Regions from separate parts of the Zea mays genome. Here region 1 is linked to region 2. The links are chromatin contacts, called in public Hi-C maps. All regions are on one chromosome and are shown on one strand. Each heading gives the region's core, a stretch centred on a gene start, on an enhancer-like site or on the middle of the called end of the contact. The rest is flanking DNA. Distances are from core to core; before and after follow the strand shown.

Region 1 (2,700 bases), core at 160-2,659, 86 kb before region 2:
GATAAAAATAAGCCGCAGGTGGAATAAGCTTTTCATTTGCAGACTTCGAAAGAATAAATTAAGGTAGGGCATCTTTGAATCAATCATTTCTTTGCAGTGGTCCTAATTCAACAAAAAGGCTTTATGTGGGGGGAACATATTGCAATTAGCAACGCAATCAATGTACTATATTGAATCTCCATTACTTCTATACCTTTCTGTTCGTTATCGTTTCCTTCACTAAGTTTTTCTCATGGGAAAATTATCGCCAATAAAACTTGCCCTGGGCCCTGGTTAGAGTTAATGGAATATGAACTCCCAGTCTCATGATGACAGTTCTGCCATGATATAGTTATTACAGTATCTGGTTATTCCCTATAGTTTATAGTTATTTCAGTGTCTGGTTATTCCCTATAGCCCCTGTTTGTTTCGGCTTTTCGCAGCTTCTGGCCACCAAAAGCTGCTGCGGACTGCCAAACACTCAGCTTTTCAGTCAGTTTCTATAAAATTCGTTTGGGTAAAAACCATTCAAAGTCAACATAAATATATAATCGGTTGAGTCGTCGCAATAGTAGTAATCCGTCACTTTATAGATCCTGAGCCCCACGGACAACTTTATCTTCCTCCGCACGTAATCCTAATGATACTCAGATTCTCTATACAGCCAGATTCTCCTTACAGCTAGATTCTTGGAAAAGCTGGTCAGAAAAAAGCTGAACCAAACAAGTCCATAGTTTGTTGCTGCCGTCAAGAAATGACTTAGGATCTGTGTCGCCCAACAATTTGGGTAACTCTGCAGTCTATATGATCCACCGAGATTAACACTTGTTATCTATGAATGTTAAAATCGCGTCTCACTTCGTTGCCCTAGTTTGAGCTGATGCTCGTTGCACATCGTTTCGTTACATGGCTGGCTGGCTCACAATGGTAACTGAAAACCCATCTTAATTTCTGTTGTTTGTTTAGATGGGTATTTAGATTCAGTTATATGAGCTAAATTGTAAAAAGATTTAGCCACTTTACCAATTACCATCTGATTTGTCTACTCACCCATTGTTGATCTGGTTCTCTTTGCAGTATATCTGGAGTCAAAGCGAGGCCGCGTTTTCTGCATAATATCTGGTTATGGGAGACCCCAGCATTATGGACGAGCCGAGGCAGTATACGATCCGCCGCCCAGAAGTTTTCTTTTTTATTTTTTAGATCCTACTAGTTGTGAAGTCAGCTCAATGATTGCCTGGGGCTGTGGGCTGTGGCCATGCCGCTGCAAATAAACTATCTCCAAATCGCCGTCCAAAGTACGACCACTGGCAGAGTGCCAGTAGTACTAGTTTCTTATGGTTTTCTCTCTGTACGTGCCAGTAGTACTAGTTTCTTAATCACGGGTGTAGTGCCTATAAACGCGTGCCCATTTCGGCTCAAAATTCTCATCAGCCTCTATTGGATTCGTCTTCCCTTTCCCTCGATCTCCAGTGTGGTCGTGCAGTGTTCTCTTTCTTGCCTGAGATACGAAGATCAGCCCCTGAGCCGATCCCATGGCTGCTTCTTCCCTCTCCCGTCCAGCAACGCCGGCCGCGCTCCGGCACGGGGCGTGCCACGGGCTGGGGCTGGCGCTACCGAGGAGTTTGCCGCTGTCGGCGGCAACGCGATGCGCCGCGCTACGCCGGGACGCGAGCGGCGGCCGGGACCAGTACGGAGGCGCGCTGGTGGACGAGGGCATGCCCGTGCTGCGGCGGCGGATCCGGGAGGCGTGGATGGTGGAGACCAACTACGAGGCGCCCGCCGAGTGGGCGCCGTGGGAGAAGCGGTACTACCCCGCCTACGTCTCCGACGTGTCTAGCCTCGTCGGCGCGCTGCAGCTGCTGCTCATGGGCACCAGGCCCGGCGTCGCCATCGCCGTCGCCGCCCTGGTGCTGGCCAGCGTCCCCGTGTCCACCGTCGCCGCGCTACACCATCTGGCGATGGTGGCCGAGGCCGTCCTGCAGTCCGTCCATCACATTTCTTGATCCAGTCGGACCATCTTTTGGTCTCCTTTTTTCTTTTCATTTGTAACCTTGAGGCAGTCTGCCGCGTGAATAGTATTGGAGGCTTGTAGTTGCAGCTGGATTGATCTAAAGATTCTTTAGCCTTGACAGATAGTAACAGTTTATTTTGAAATGCTCAAAAAATTTCAACACTAAGCAAACCGCTAACCCATCCACCCAAGTAGAGGTGTCAGTACCCGATAACCATGCGGAATTCCTCTATTAGGGCTGGTTTGGTGGACATAGAATTGGAGGGGATCCATGGGGAAGTAATCCCCCTCCGTATTCAAATTTGAATAGGAAGGGGATTCCTCCCACATGGATCCCCTCCAATTCCTTGTCCACCAAATCAGCTCTTAGGGATAAGGTATAAGAAGATTTTAATCCTATAGATATAGATTTTGGAGAAATTCTTTCCTCATTGAATATACGGGTATCAAAAAGCAGAACTCAAAACCAATTACTCATGAGTAATATTCATTTAGTAAAATTATATATGCACCCCAATAGGCAATAAGTCTAACAACCAACACTAACTCTCTCAACCCTTTTAAGCATCCATCCAATCCAGGAGAATAGCCACCCCGCCTACCCGTCCACATATCACTTTGTTTTTGTTGTTTTGCATGGTCAAACATGTTTTTTTTGTTAGATTTCAGTTTTTTTTGATATATTGTTGTTGGGTGTCGTGTGTGTT
Region 2 (2,700 bases), core at 32-2,531:
TGTTTAAGCAAGAGCATATGGTGGTGCGTGTCTGATGACTAACGATGTACGAGGGAATTTTTCCGGCATGTGTGGAACGTGCTCTCCAATGATGAGACCATACAAATCGTGGCATATATCAAAGTCTGCATGATACTGATGGTTGCAATGTAGTGGTGAAATAACTAGATTAAAATAACAAAATTTATGTATGGCTAGGATCACAAATTAATTATGAAACATTTTCTCATAACAATATAACACAGATTTTGTATATAAGTTATCGTAGTATACTGGTATTATATATTCCCGTTGCAACGCACGGGCATCCAGCTAGTTGAGTCATTATATATTTAAAATCTCAATCAGAACAAAAACTAGAATGCATATGTAACATTATGGACCTTAGTACGTATTTATTTGATTGAATTGAATTAACAGAGATTAAGTCCATTATTAAATCCAATAGAAAGGTCATACTAAAACAATTTAATCTTCAGATCTGTTTTAATTAAGACGAAGCATAATATTATTTGGATCAAGTCTTTTAAGGCTATTCTCAATCTACTTTTATCTTCTCACAATATCCAAAGATTACATGCCATATGAAATTACATAAAATACAACTATCCCGATGTATAGTATTATAGATTATTATTTTTAATCAGCTATAGAGTATTAAATGGTAGCATATGTGAGAGTGTGGGGGGCACTTGAATGGTTAAAAATTTAAAATTTCAATGTATGTGATCTTGTGCCCAAGTAGTTTCTTTCCCTCAATATACAATTTTCTTCTCTTTCCTCTTAACTCTCCTGCCACATCATTAAAAAAATGCTTGTAGCATGCATTACATGTGTATGTTATCAGTATTAAATAGTCTAATTATAATACTAATTACATAGATAGAGGATAGTTTATTAAGCGTAATTAATCTATAATTAGTAAATGTTTACGTAGCATCATATGAGCGAATCGTTGACTAATTAGATTTGATAGGTCCGCCTTATTGTTTAGCTCTAATCTACATAATTAGTTCTATAATTAAATATTTTTAATATTTTTAACTTGTATCCAAAACATTCCATGTGACAATGAGTAAAATTAAGTGATGTTCCTTAAAGAAAGAGAGAGAAACGAACCGACCGTAATGACCTGTGGTAGCTTAGGGAGCAAGCATTTGGGCTGCGAGAGATCGATCGAGCCGGCCGTTCACTCTGCGGTTTCGGCTCCATTTGCACTTGCCGGCGCGAGTGCGCGTGAGACGAGAACGCGTTTGCGTACGCATGAATGATATCGCGGGCACAGCTCCATGGATGCATGTGCGCAGGAAAGCTAGTGAGAGCGATTGATTGACGTCGACCGACCGGTGCGAGTCCCGTCGTCGACAACGTTTCCGTTTCCGTTTCTGTTCCCGTAATATATCATTTCGTTTATATCCCATTCATGTTTCCGTTTATATCTCATTCTTGTTTCCCCGTAAATACGAAAAGGGTCTCGATAAAAATAAAATACGGTACCAGACGAAGCAAAAAATTCTCCCACTCGTTTTCATCCCTGGTGAGACATAACGAGGTCTTCAGGCTTGTAAAGACTATTTTTCAGTTCGGTCCATGAAACCTTCATTACACCGGGTTTAGGATTGAAAACGCACCTGCAGGCAGGCCCTGAAGCGATTCATCATTTTTCACTCTTTTTTGTTTATATTTTGAGAAATAAAATGGGTTGATTCTCTGCCCCTCATCATCCGTCGTTTGCTAATAATTAGTACAAAGCATGAGAGAGAGATAGAATGGTTCTGTCAAAAGCAATGAAATAAACTCAATGATGCACCCCCTATATTTCCCATGCATGGTAGACGAGAACCATTTACAAAACAGGGAAATCATGTCATCTGGCACTCACACACGACAGCACATATTTTAGCATGCATGAGCTCTGGAACCACCAATTTTTAGGCGTCCACTGAACACGTTCTTGGTTATAGAGATCCACATCGCAGAAGAGATCATCTTAGCACCCAGACGTTGCAAGGAACCGGTCGTAGGGACACAGCGCTGGCAGCTTACAGGAATTGGGGTGCCATTGTTCATCAGCTGTGCAGAGAAACGTATCTGCTTGAGGATCCTGCCGAGATGACTGCTCGACGGAAGATTCACCAGCCTGAAAGTTAAGAACCTTGTGAGCACATGCACATTTAGTTCCACCTGGGTTGAATCTCAATATCTCATTTTAAATTCACCTGTCAGATAAAATATTGAAACCGCAACTTTTTAAAGGAAATGCAAAATAAAAATAAGTGGCAAAAATGTACTCAGTTCATATAACGTCCAACCGCCAATGAATACTGTTCTTATTGGCAGCTGTTTAACTGTGGACAGTTCAAGGTGCTAAGGATCTCTAACCTCTTTTTCACAGACACTCATGCACGCAGATAGCTTTTGCTGCTTCCCAATCAGAAGTGCTTCACATTGGTTGGCTACGTCCTTGAAAGGCAGATCCTGGTTTGTTGACACTGACGACCTTCCAACATGCTGAGATGTTTCCAAAACCTATACACAAATTATAACTCTTCTCAGGACTTATCAACTTATATTAAAAAGGTTTTTCGTGTTACCACCGTATGAGAGTAATGAAATTATGCTCTAACAAGTGTCAAACACTCCTGCGTTTTTCGAGAAAAAAAATGAACTGCACGGAGATATCCTTTTTTTTTCCAGCGG

What was found. A called contact is a pair of places that touch in the nucleus more often than the background predicts.
Region 1: a contact with region 2 is called in a Hi-C map of bundle sheath, with 5 times the contacts expected there. The contact joins the promoter of LOC109941485 here to the enhancer-like site in region 2. A contact is called at or near these places in 12 of 25 Hi-C or Micro-C datasets (bundle sheath, ear, endosperm and 3 more).

Annotation. Positions count from the first base shown.
Region 1 is chr8:11,166,546-11,169,245 of Zm-B73-REFERENCE-NAM-5.0, reverse strand. LOC109941485 reads left to right here and starts at 1,409. Exons shown (of 1, transcript NM_001364504.1): 1 at 1,409-2,113. The coding sequence starts at 1,515. The coding sequence ends at 1,985. LOC100285631 (ABC-2 type transporter family protein) reads left to right here. Exons shown (of 12, transcript NM_001158522.2): 11 at 1-63; 12 at 1,057-1,438. The coding sequence ends at 27.
Region 2 is chr8:11,080,247-11,082,946 of Zm-B73-REFERENCE-NAM-5.0, reverse strand. LOC103634777 (ARM repeat superfamily protein) reads right to left here. Exons shown (of 20, transcript XM_008657364.3): 19 at 2,383-2,529; 20 at 1,654-2,140. The coding sequence ends at 1,991. Among protein-coding and RNA genes, the nearest start is that of LOC103634777, 22 kb to the right of the region's middle. Within about 2 kb of position 1,281, at least 15 of the 20 cell types and tissues checked have an H3K27ac peak or open chromatin away from gene starts, as enhancers often do. A contact at or near this core is called in bundle sheath, ear, leaf and 1 more, where this site is marked.